2 separate regions of the Oryctolagus cuniculus genome follow, and region 2 is linked to region 1. Evidence: chromatin contacts called from public Hi-C data. All regions are on one chromosome and are shown on one strand. Each heading gives the region's core, a stretch centred on a gene start, on an enhancer-like site or on the middle of the called end of the contact. The rest is flanking DNA. Distances are from core to core; before and after follow the strand shown.

The links. A called contact is a pair of places that touch in the nucleus more often than the background predicts.
Region 2: a contact with region 1 is called in a Hi-C map of an unstated tissue, with 3 times the contacts expected there. The contact joins the promoter of PTPRG here to the enhancer-like site in region 1. A contact is called at or near these places in 2 of 6 Hi-C or Micro-C datasets (psoas muscle and an unstated tissue).

The regions. Positions count from the first base shown.
Region 1 is chr10:88,055,268-88,061,772 of mOryCun1.1, forward strand. All of the region lies in intron 2 of PTPRG (protein tyrosine phosphatase receptor type G), which reads right to left. Among named protein-coding and RNA genes, the nearest start is that of PTPRG, 300 kb to the right of the region's middle. Within about 2 kb of position 2,509, at least 2 of the 8 cell types and tissues checked have an H3K27ac peak or open chromatin away from gene starts, as enhancers often do.
Region 2 is chr10:88,359,093-88,365,597 of mOryCun1.1, forward strand. PTPRG (protein tyrosine phosphatase receptor type G) reads right to left here and starts at 4,212. Exons shown (of 29, transcript XM_051852247.2): 1 at 4,079-4,212. The coding sequence starts at 4,163. LOC127492428 (a long non-coding RNA gene) reads left to right here and starts at 6,019. Exons shown (of 3, transcript XR_007921889.2): 1 at 6,019-6,505.

The sequences.
Region 1 (6,505 bases), core at 1,259-3,758:
GTGCTTTCATTTTTGCAGCATCTACTAAAATTTTAAATGCACCTACCATAAACAGTGGCATATGTGCACATGGAGACATGGAGACAGATGTTCGGTAAAGCATCATCCTTAATGTTAATAAAATATAACTGATCTAAACATCCAGTAGTGGAGAAGCAAATAAAGAAGTGTAGAATAGGCACAGTGTGAAAATATTTCACAACAGTTAAAATGCACAGAAATATATTTGATCATATTTCATATACATAAAGAATATATGCATATATATATATATATACACACACACAAGTTAATGTAGATGTATACAAGCCACAAAGAGGGCAAAGTCAGTTATTAAAAGTGTATTCTTTGGGGCAGACATTAGGCCCAGCAGTTAGGATGCCTCTTGGGGTGCTCACATGCCACATCAGAGTGCCTGATTCAAGTTCCACTTTGCTTGTCATTGCAGGTTCCTGCTAACGCACACCCTGAGGGGCAGTAGGTGATGGCTCAAACTGCCCCACTAGGAGTTCTACCTCCTGGCTTCAGCCTGGCCCACACCCAAGGGACTGTGAGCAAATGAAGAATGAACCAGCAGGTGAGAGATCTCTCTCTCTCTGTCCCTCTGTCCCTGTCGCTCTGTCTTTCGCAAATAAAATCAATGTTTGAAAGTGGATTATTTATACACATGCATGTGCACACATAAACATATATAGTTTCAAGGCATAAAAACATAATTCTCAAGGGGATATGCATGTACTCGCATGTACCTGATGAACTAATTCGTAGCACAGACAGGAAACCAGTGACGACTTCTATTTTGAGCAAAAGGAGGAGAAGGGCCTATTATTAGGGAACAAATGGGGGAATGAGGTTTCTGTAAACACATTTTCACTTTTTAGAATGTAACTGTGGCCGGCGCCGCAGCTCAGTAGGCTAATCCTCCGCCTTGCGGCACCGGCACACCGGGTTCTAGTCCCGGTCGGGGCGCCGGATTCTGTCCCGGTTGCCCCTCTTCCAGGCCAGCTCTCTGCTATGGCCAGGGAGTGCAGTGGAGGATGGCCCAAGTACTTGGGCCCTGCACCCCATGGGAGACCAGGAGAAGCACCTGGCTCCTGCCATCGGATCAGCGCGGTATGCCAGCCGCAGCGCGCCGGCCGCGGTGGCCATTGGAGGGTGAACCAACGGCAAAGGAAGACCTTTCTCTCTGTCTCTCTCTCTCTCACTGTCCACTCTGCCTGTCAAAAAAAATAAAAATTAAAAAAAAAAAAAAAGAATGTAACTGTGTGTTGCTTACACTAATTAAGAATAGATCATGAGGGGCCAGCATTGTGGCGTAGTGTATAAAACTACCACCTGTGACAAAGGGATCCGATACGGGTGGTGGGTCGTGTCCCGGCTGCTCCACCTCCAATCCAGCTCCCTACTAATGTACCTGGGAAAAGCAGCAGCAGATGACCAAAGTGCATAGGCCTCTGCCACCCACATGGGAGACCTGGATGAAGCTCCTGGCTCCTGGCTTTGGAGTGGTCCAGCCAGGGGCCAATGCAGCCATTTGGGAGTGAAGCAGCAGATTGAAAAGCAATCTCCCTGCCCCTCCACACACCTCAATTCTTCCATTCCCTCCTCCCTGTAACTCTGCCTTTCAAATAAATAAATATTTTTTAAAAGTTAATCATGAATATATAGAAGCCCTAAAGAGTCCAATTCAGCTTCAGTCACTTCAGCTATCAGTGCTTTGCAGAACTTGACCTGAAATAAAAGCAGTTTCAGCCGTTCTGGGAAGATCACTCCAGGCAAAAAGTCTGGGGTTAATGAGTGAAGCACCCCCAATCCTTTGGGACCTGCCGGGGTATAGCTGGGATTTGCTTTGTGCGTTGTTCTGGCAACTCCACTGCAGCCAAGCAAAGAGAAACGCTTTGTCTAAGAGCACCTGCATAGTGATTCCGGTATAGCTTCTCTCACAGAGCGTCTTCTACTTCATTAAGTTCATCACATCCTCTCCAACAGCACTGAGCAGGATCTGGGCTTCAGGTGGCCACAGTAAATCACATTCTCATCACTTACCCTGCAATGCCCTGTTTTATTTCAAATCTACTTTCCAAGAAAAGCTTTCAAATAGTCTGAATCATACAGCACTCTTTTTCCTCCACTCCACATATATTTTCATTGCATTTCCAGTTTATAAAATAAAACCCAATAAAAATGATCCATGGAATTTCATGCTGCAGGTTCCAATAATTGATTCAGGTAACAAACATGCAAAGAAACCATCCACCATCATGCTGATTTCAAAGCACTAATTGTGGCCATGGCTTTATGAAGAATGTTATCTATTTCCATCCTGTACAAATTTAGGAGAAACCGTGGTTTCCTGTTCCAGGGTGTTGTCCAAAAACGACTCCACAGAAGTCTGCAAAAATACTCCCTGGCGTTTTGTTTCAAGAGGAATACTTGGAGCGTTTCCCACTGAGAAAGGAAATGGGCTTGTCCCAACTGCAAAAGGCTCAGTGTGCTCCAGGGACTGCAAGAACAAACACCATTCTGATCTGAACAATGTCTAATGAGATCACTATGTGACAAGCACTCCAGGAGGGGACCCCCATGATGGCACATGAGCCTCATAATGTTCCCCAGCCCCGTGAACTGTTAGGAGACTTCCTGAAACCTCAGTCTGCTCATCCATTAAGTGGGGATTCAGTGAATCACCTGCCTCTAGATCAGATTTACTGCAGGGATTCAAATGGATGCACCATGCTGAGCAGTGCGCCTGGCACACAGTAGGGGCAGAAAAGCATAATTTATACATATGGATATGTGTACACACATGCTTTTCTCTGAGAATGACTGAAATTGACTATAAAACAACTCAACACATACACTAAACCAAGCTATTTAGGTTAGAATAACTCTGATATTCTGTGTTCATTATAGGAATGACTTGAGCTTAATAAAAGACTTAATGAATAAAAACAGTCTGGGGCAACTTTTAGTATGCAAAGAGAAAAATACATTTTCAAGATGGTATGAGTTGCTATAAAAGGTATATTAACATACATACTTTTGAAAAGGCCATTCTTAACTTTAATAGTAACAAATGCAAATCTTTCCTCAGCATTTCCCTTTCTTTCTGACTCATTACTGGTGAAGTTTGCCAACAGAGGCATTTCAGGGCCAAGTGCAGCCTCCAGGAGGTCTGGGACACTAAGGGCCTTCACTTGACCGGGGACCATGCAGGACCCTCCTCCTGACCCTGGGCCAAGCTGCAGAAAGCCTGGTGACTCTAGCCCCACTAGAGGCCACAGCAGTCACCAGCCAAACTCAAACCTCAAACTCCAGCCCTGGCAGCTCTGTGTCATGGGCCACGTCGCAGACAAGTTCCTTGGCATCCTCATTCTAGCCAAGGTCAAGGGTACCCAGAATTTTCCTAACAGGTTCCGCAGTACAGCCTAAGACAAGGAAACAGTTCCGTTACACACACCGTGCGGCAGCCCCACGACCTACAGCTCACAGCAGCCTTTGCAGACACTATTACAAAGTCTGAAGTTGACAAGGAGGGGAAGAGCCAAGCCTGATACAAAGAGAAGCACTATATATAGAACATAATTATGTAAGTGTTTAACCGTGGAAGCCGAATCAGAAATTCACCCGGCACAGGAGAGAAGGCAGTTCTGGCTGTTGTCTCAGCCTCCTCCAGGACAGGAAGTCCCTGTGAATACCTGGCCACACTGACCAGCCCAGCTTTAAGGGAGAGATTTTTTTTTTAAGTCATTTACATGCTTCATGCTGAATTTCAGGACAAAGAGCAGATTTAATATTGCTCATTCAAGCCTTTTCTGTTGTTTTAGCTTGAGTTTTGGGGCTATGAGCAGTCTGGGATCCCCAAAATACTACTGTCCACTAGCACTTTCTGCCAGGGACACCTGTACTCAGCACCTTCACTGTTCAAGATGGTAGCCAAATGAGGCTGCCTGGCACATGAAATACATCTAGGGAGACGGAATGCATTCGCGTGCAAAGGCTGAAGTTACCAAATCTCGCTAGTACACGAGGGGGCTTAAAACTATAGAAATTTGGGGGAGGTGGTTCGCCCTAGCAGTTAAGATGCCTGCGTCTCACATCAGGGTACTTGAGATTGCTACCTAGCTCTGGCTCCTGACTCCAGCTTTTTGCTAATACAGACCCTTGGAAGCAGCAGTAATAACTCAAGTAATTGGCTTCCTAGCTCCTAGTCAAGACCTAGCCACTGGAGCAATTTAAATTTTGTTTCAATCTAACGTGAAATTGAAGAGCCACTTGTGGATGGTGGCTGCAGTGCGGGGCAGTACTGCACAGCACAGCCTCTCAACAGGTTCGCTCTATCCCAGTGCTGGATCAGAGAGCTTGCTGTGCTCCAGGCATTGGGGCAAGCTCTGTGTATGAAGCTACAGTTAACCTCAGTGACTTGGGGGAGATGCTTACGTTCAAAGAGAGCAAGTACTTGTGCTTGGTTCAAGGCCAAGGAGTCTCACCAATACCGAGTCACAGCAGGCTATGAATATAGAAGCCTCAAGCTGCTCCAGTAGCTGCTTCCTTTGTACTTGAACTCTGAAAGTGTCCTGGGCCATGCAACAGTCACATGGATGACTGCATTCATTCCTAGCTGCCTCTCATAGGAAGACATTTCATCACTCAGATATTAATTGCTATTGTACGGATTAATTACTTGCTATTGTAGCTTTGAGTCTTAACAATGTAACAGTAATTATCTCTTAAGTATTACCAGTATAAATAATAAAACATAGCAATTCAAAATTTTAGAGTATTTATCAGAGACACTGAAATGAGTGCTTTCTTCCGCTCTTCCTCAAGCCCCACAGGGATTACTAGTATTGTCCCTATTAAACGGATGAGCAGACTGAGGCTTTCAAAGGTTAAGCAACTTGCTCCCAGTCACAGAGCAAATGAACGATCCATCTAGGACCCAAACTCCCATCTCCTGAGATTCCAGAAACTCTTTTCTTGTACTTAACTGCCACTTGACTTCATGTACCTTATTAATAGATATGTGCCAATAAAAGAAATGAAAAATACTATGTTCTAGTATTTTAATCTCCAAACAGATTCAGCGGGCAGAGTCCACCCTGGGTAACCCAGAGAACCAAACAGCTTTCTTTTGCTCATACCCACCCCAGGGTACACAATTCCATTGAGTGTATTCCCGCAACACATGTCTAGTGAGACAGGTGTAACTCACATCACAGCATGGCATGAAAGCTTAAGGAGGAAGTATGCGGTTTCAAAAATGATACCACGGGTTTTCAAGGAGAAAACTGAAAGGTCATTTCATGTCCCAGAGTAACAAGATCAACGGCCATCTGCCCAGTGGTGACACGCAACTAAAGCCCTGGGCTCTGCCTCTGCCCTCTGGAGCCACTGCTGCAGCCCAGGCATCCTTACTCTTGGTTCTTTTCCTCATCAGTAGCCAAAAATTCCTATTATGAAGAACAGGGGAACCAGTAGCTGCTATTTCAAATAAGTCTTCCCTTTCTGGTACCCACTCCAAACCCTTAATAGGTTGCCAGTTCCTTCAAAGACGCCCTATCCACTATCTGCCAGTTGCCTGTGAAACCGCAAACACTTTGAATACACAAAAGAACGTGAAAGTACTCCATCCACAAGATGCTTGTAACAGGCCACGGGGGAAAGTGTGTCTAACCTAACAGAAACAGAGTGACAGAATGAATGAACCACTTCTCCCTTTATTCAAAAACAACCAGGTCAGAAATGAATACTAAGAGGATGTGTGCCAAGCACTAGAACCAGACATAGAAAAGCAAGGGAGACAGACACAGCCTTGTCCTGGTACAGAGCCATAGGCCAGAAACCTTGCAACTTCTGCAATTATTTGATGTAGATATGCCCAAACCATTCCCTATCCTTTTTTTAATTAATTAATTAATTAATTAATTTTGACAGGCAGAGTGGACAGTGAGAGAGAGAGACAGAGAGAAAGGTCTTCCTTTTCCGTTGGTTCACCCTCCAATGGCCGCCGCCCCAGGCACGCTGCGGCCAGCGCACCGCACTGATCCGAAGGCAGGAGCCAGGTGCTTATCCTAGTCTCCCATGGGGTACAGGGCCCAAGAACTTGGGCCATCCTCCACTGCACTCCCGGGCCACAGCTCCAGGAGAGCTGGCCTGGAAGAGGGGCAACCGGGACAAAATCCGGTGCCCCAACCGGGAGTAGAACCCAGTGTGCTGGCACCGCAAGGCAGAGGATTAGCCTACTGAGCAATGGCACCGGCCTCATTTCATATCCTTTTAATGATGAAACAGTTCTAGAAACTAGGATTACCATGTTTAAACAAAATGCAGGATGACTGGTTACATATGAACTTCAGAAAGGACAAATACTTTTTAGTCTAACTGTGTCAAGTTGTACTACAGGAGGGCAGGCTTGGTGAAGTGTTTAAGATGTTGCTTTGGGAGCCGGCATTGTGGCATAGTGGGTTAAGCCACTGCCTGCAAAGCTGACAATCCATATGAG
Region 2 (6,505 bases), core at 2,962-5,461, 310 kb after region 1:
TTCCGAAAGTTCCCGTATGCATATTTGTATTCACGTTCTAACTTCCCCACCCGTCATGTGTCCACTGTCTGCCAGGAAACACTGCAGATTTTATCCACTTACTGTGGCACAGGAACCCAGTTTAGAGACCGGATAAAGAGTCTGCATTTTCAAACAAGACATGTGAAGGGGGCAAAACAAAAAAACAAACCTGTGTGATCTCTCACCCCTTTCCTAAGAGTCAGATGGCTGACTTCCAAATATTACTCTTGCCTTCTACTACAAAGGAGGCCTTAAGGGATGCCCACGGGGACAAAGCATGCACACAGAGGTAGAAGGGGGCTTAGAGAGGAATTCACGATTCACCAGCCATCAATCATGGACCCGCCAACGTTGACACATCCCAAGTACACAGCCGGTCTTATCCGTCAGTAGCGCTTCCAGCGGCAGCGTCCTAGCTGTAACATAATTATGGCTCAAAACAGATCAGAAACAAAGAGAAGAGTTTCACTCTGAGGGCCAAGGGAGAAGAAATCAATAATAAAAAAAAAAAAGTTTGCTCTCAATAGCTAGGGAATGTAAAATAGATAAAAGGTTAACCCTCGCAAGCAACATTTTATATCTGTCAGAAGCGATTAAATTCCCAATGAATGGGGATATGTTTCAAATATCAAAAAAGAGCTGTATGTAGGATTTGTTATAAAATAAAGGAGGGGCCGGCACTAGGGCATAGTGTATTAAGCCTCCACCTGCAGCACCAGCATCCCATACGGGTGCCAGTTCGTGCCCTGGCTGCTCCATTTCAGACCCAGCTCTCTGCTAGGGCCAGGGAAAGCAGTAGAAGACGGCCTGAGTGCTTGAGCCCCTGCATCCATGTGGGAGATCCAGAAGAAGTTCGTGGCTCCTGGCTTCAGATCAGCTCAGCTCTGCCCGTTGGGGGCATTTGGGAGTAAACCAGCCGGTGGAAGACCTTTCTCTGTCTCTCCCTATCTGTCTGTAACTCCACCTCTCAGATTAAAAAATTAATTAATTAATAAAAAAATTGTAATAATACAGTAATAAGGTGCCAGGGAGGCTGCAGACACAGATGAACAAAAAGCTGGGAATTGTGGAAGCTGGGTGGGGGGGTTGTGTCTATAGGGGTCCATCACGTTTTGTTTTTTTTTTCTTTTTATGTATTTTAAAAGATGCAGGAGGAGGTAACTTGCCTAATATCATGTCTGATGATACTTCCGCTGTGCACTTGGAAAGCATCAGTGGAAGCACTAACTGTGACCCTGGTCCCACACCTGCCATGCTGCTGTTGAAAGATTAAAGGCCACTACTGTTTCCTATCCGCTGGGAAAAGACCCAAGCCAGGGCTGTGCTTCCAAAAGGCTCCCCACACTACAGCTACCTTGTACCCTGGGCAGAGAACTCAAATGCAAACACAAATGCAAAGTTGGTACCATTCCAAAATAAGTAACAAGGGATTTGGATCAACATCTCACAAGGACCCTAATCCAAAATCAGGAACGTTTTTATCCCGTGTGTCAAACACATAAACGCTTCCTAGGTTCTGGGAGGCAGAAAGTGGGGGTTTCAAAGTGAACCGCAGCCCCCACCGGGTTTCAAGCCGGCCACGAGCAGCAGCCCGGAACCGAAGCCACCTCCTCGCGCCCAGATGCATCTGCAGCCCTCAGTGCCTCAAAACCTGGGCGCGCGCACCCCATTCCTGAGGCGTGGAGATGGCCGAGGCCAGCCCCAGGAGGTGGCAGTAGCCCGACCAGTGGCTCAGAGGCGCCCCCTGAAGTCCAGCGGTGCCACGGCACCTCGGGGTGTTGGGGGGGGGGGGGGAGAATGCCAGCTCTCCCAGCAGTGTGACATCTGAACTTTGCTGGCTTCAAAAGCTGCTACATCCCCTCGGGCCGCACTTTTCCAAATCAAACCCCGCTCCCCCCTCCCGTCCTCCCCCATCCCCCCCGCCCCCCGCGCCTCCCAAGGCTGCGCCTTCCCTCTCCCATACCACTGGGCTCCCGGATGAGGGAACGGGCTATTTACCTCGCAGCGTGGGCACGAAAAGAAAATGAGAAAGGCGAAAATGGTCCAAGCCCCAAGCAGGCGGCATCCCTGGCGATCCCATTTTGGATCGCAAGCTTCCTCGGCTACCAGGAACACGAACATCACGGTGGGCCCACTGACTGCATCCCCACGCTGAAGAAAGCCAGAAATGGCCATGGCAATGCCTCCCATTTCCCAGGGTTGCCCTCCGCTACCTCCCGTGACCCCGTTAAGGCAGGGCCATAGCAAAGCTCGACCCTGAGTGCATCTGAGCCCACTCAGGCGGCAAGTTCGCGGCCGAGAGGGGGAGTCTAGCAGCGGAGATGGTTAATACAGATACTGAGCAGTCTTCAAGGAACAGGGAGAGACAGCGATCCCACTCCCGTGGGCGCTGGCCCCGGCCGGGCATGTCTCCGGCCTCCGGGTTAGTGTGGACGCACGTCCCCGTTCAGTCTCTGCCTGGGTTTCTGAACTGTGGCAGGAGCTCTGTGCGGCTCCGGGGACAGGGGGATGCGCACAGAGAAACAGGGGTGCCCAAGGAAAGACAGGGCTTTCTCTGCCTCTGCGCCCCTCTAGGCTACTCCCGGGCGTGCAAAGGGGGCACTTGCTGCCAGTCTCTCCCCTGAGCGGGTCCGTACGGGGGCAGCGAAGACGCCCGCGCCCTGCTCCAGGGTGCACGACGGGGCTGAGCGATCCGCTGCACCAAAGCCCGGCGCTCCAGCCGCCCGAGGACAGGCGGCTGGAACTGGGCACAGCGGAAATAACGGAGCACGTTCCTCTTTCTCCTGATTCAGATAACGGACACCTATATGTATCCGGGAGCGGGCGGATGAGAGGGCACACAAACGGGGGATTGTCCGTCCTCAGGAGATGGAGAGGTGAAAGCGAACATCTCCTTCCCTCTCATCCGTATCCCCACTCCAGGGCAGAGGACGTGGCCTCCATCCCCAGAGAGGGGGCCGGACAGCTTCTAGGGAGATCAGGGCTGCAGCCTGGGGACCCTGCAAGAGAGAGGGAGGCGGCTGGCCACTGCCCTTCGGGAGGGAAGGAGGCGTCGGCCGGCTCAGAGCTGCAAGTGGAGGGTCGCCGAGCCGCACACCTCTACGTGCAGTGATTTATTATCGTCATCAATGGCCAATATTGTTCCTGTCTCAACCTGGCCAGAAGGGAGCAGGTCTGGGTCTGCCATCCGTGAACAGCCTGCAAAAGGCAGAGATGCAGGTAGGCAGGGCGCGCGAGACGGGGAGAAATCCGCCCCGGCGCGAACAGCAACCCAGCCGCCGGCCCGCCCCCTGCGCCCCGACCCCCGCGGCCCCGCGGAGCAGAGGGAGCAGAGCAGCGGAGGAAAGGGGCCTGAGGGAGCCTGCATCTCCCTAAACCGCTCGCTCCCGGTCCTCCCACTGCGCCCAGGCAGTCTGCCTCCCGCAGGCAGCCAAGGGCAGCCCCACGCCCCCAGCAGGGGGTTGGAGGGGGGCCCACCCCCGAGAGCAAAATGCAGGCTGCTCCCAACATTCCCCACACCCTCAATCCTCCGCCGTCAACCTCCGGCTTCCATACCAAATACCAGTCCTCCCCAAGGGTCAGAGATCAGCAAAGCGAGGCCCCTCTTTCTGACCTCTTTCGATCCCTACCGGAGAGAGGAGCACACCCCAGACTCCCCCCAAGCCCACAGAGGCATCCTCCCACGGCCTCAGTCTCCCCAACGGCCCCCCAACTCTACCTCTCCCGATTGGCCGCGGATCAGCAAAGCAAGTCCCCTCTTCTCCCTACTCTGGCTCTCCCACGGCACCCCCAAACCCAAGCTGGAGCAAGAGAATCCCGGGTACCTACTTCTCCTCCCCGGGCGGTCCCCGTCTCCACCCTCCCCGACAGCCAACCAGCCTCCCTAAACATCGCCAGGGCTGGCGGAACAGGTCTCTCTCGGTCCTGGGCACCCGGTTCCCCGCCACCCCCGCCGGGGTCCCCAGCACCGGCGCCCGAGCTCCGCGCCCCGGCGACAACTCCGCATCCCCCCGCGCGCGCCGGCTGGGGCCGCGTCCCCTCCGAGGCCGGCACTCACCGGGGAAGCACACGACATAATGGAGCACGGAACTGGTGATTTTCAGGAACAAAATCCACCAACACGGTTCCAGTAACCTCCGCATGTCCGAAAACGCACATCGAAAAGACGAAAGCAGGGGGGGATAAACTTGTTGAGTAAGTTCTCGCTTCGGTACGAGCCTCCGCTAAGCCTGGGCGCTTCTCCGGCTCGCCCGCTCCACGGGCCCCCCGCGCTCGGCGGCCCGAGTCCCCCTGGAATCCAGGAAGCCACCGAGCGCCCCCCGGAAAATCTCAAAAAGTGACCGCGAACGCGGAGCCTCGCTGGGGACGCTCCTCTCGGCGGAGACGGGCTGCGTTCCGTTCAGAAAGGCGCGAGCCGAGCAGGCAGGGCGAAGAGGCGGCGGGCGGCGGCGGCGGCGATGCCCCGGGCGCGGGGCAGGCAGGGACCGCAGGCGGCGGCGGCGGCGGCGAGCGGCGAGGATCCCCAAGTTGAGAGCCGAGAGCCGGCGGGCGGCGGCGGGGCTGAGGCGCGGCGCGGCGTCTCCGGGCTTCAGGCAGGCAGCTCCTTCCAGGGCCCCGGGAAGGAAGGAGGCATGTTTGCGAGCGGGGAAGGGGAGGGGAGCGGCGGGAGGAGCGAGCAGCCCCCCAAAATAGAAACGGCCGGAGGAAACCGAGGAAACCACAAAGGATCTCAGAGGGGCGCTGGGGCGAGGGCGCCTTCAGTCCATGCTCCTGAAAGTTGTGGCTCCGGCGCAGGCTGAGGAGGAACGGGGAGCGCGGGGCTGGAAACTGGCCATGCCTCCATACAGGAAGTAACATGTGAGCATGGATCCTGGCAGAGACTTTAAAGCCGGCGAGCGAGCGAGCGAACGAACGAGCGAGCAGGGGGCGCGCAGCGGCGCTGGCGGCGGGGGCGCGCGGCGGCGGGGGCGCGCAATCCTGAGCAGGCGGCGGCGGGCTCGCGCCCCGCGCTCTTAAAGCAACCACGCTCGCCTCCCGCCTCCGAGGGGTCCCGCAGCTCCGCGGTGGCCGCGGGGCCCCGGGGAATGCAGGCTCTTACAGGGGGCGCTTAGGGGGACTGGGGACGACGCCCGCCCGGTTTTGCAGAGAGGGAGGAGGCTGCCTTCTAGAGAAGCCAGAGTGTCTTTGCCAGATTGCCGTGTTGCGAGATCTTAAAGACGCCGCGCGCTAGATCCCGAGACCACGGAGCTTGGGGATCTGGGACTTGGGGGGACCAACCCCTAGCCTGGGCCTGGGGATAGAAGGTGGGCCAGCCAGCCGCCTTTTTAGTGCCGGAGTGTTTCCTGTTCTGCTCCACCGCCTTGGCAGCGCCGCGGCGGGGCGCACCGCTCGCGCCCCCTGCTCGCGCCCCCAGCCCAGCGCATACCCGGGCTTGGAAACAAAGCCGAGCCAGCGGCCTTTGCACTCAGGTTACGTTGGGATTTGATTCCCACCCCCACTCCCACCCCTTTTCGGGCTTCCATTGGCCGAGTCCGCAGCTGGGGAGAAGGGGGAGGGGACTGAGATCGATCCCGGGCTTGCAAAAACCAGCTCTCTAGAGCTCCACACGGCGGATCGGTGGCTTGAGTTCTCCCAACTCGCAACTCCGCGGGAGACGGTCCCCGCGCCCCGGGCTGGCTGCTGGAAGTGCGTCCCTGGCCCGGAGCCGGGTGAGAGCAGCGCCGCGGGGCAGAGCTGATCTGGCCGCTACCCAACGAGCCGCCGCTGCTGTAGCAAGCGGGCAGAGGCGTCCGGTGGTCGGGGAGGGAGCGGGCTTATCCGCCGTGAAGTCTCGTCCCCTGGCGCTCCGAGAGATCTCTATCGCTTAGGCTTCGGAGCGCCCCGTTTTCCCCCTGTCGCCCCGGGTGCGCCAAGTGGAGGAGGCGGCCCTTTGATGAAGTGTGTAACTGAGCCAAGGTAATTAGCCATTTGTAATTTTTGCCTAATATCTCCGTGCAGACGCGATCTTGACACGTTTTTGGCGGCTCCCACCCCGGCAGGGTCCCACACCCACGCGAACATCCCACCCGGACGCCAGGTTCTCGAAAGCTATACAGATGTTCGGAGATCCTCCGGCAAGATGTGATTAGGGAAGCAGTTTCACACCCACACTTCCAAAAGAAAAACCTTTGAAAAGTTACAAACTAATAAAAGCCAGGAAGTTCCCGGGGAGGGCCCGGGCTCTATCTTTAGCGGGGACGGGGGTGAACACCCTCCCCCAGGGTGGGGAACGAGGCGAGTTTGTTTGCTTTGGAATTTGGTGCTTCCTGGTTTTGTTAAAAATCGCCGCTCCCTCACAAATGCCTGCGAGGACCGGTTTTCTTGGAAGTGTTCTCTTAACCGACTGTTCATGCGCCGCGAGGAGCTGAGAGACAGGTTAGAATGACCCCAGAGGGCCCGACGACCTTCTTAGACATTAATAAAATGGCAACAATCAGTGGAACTT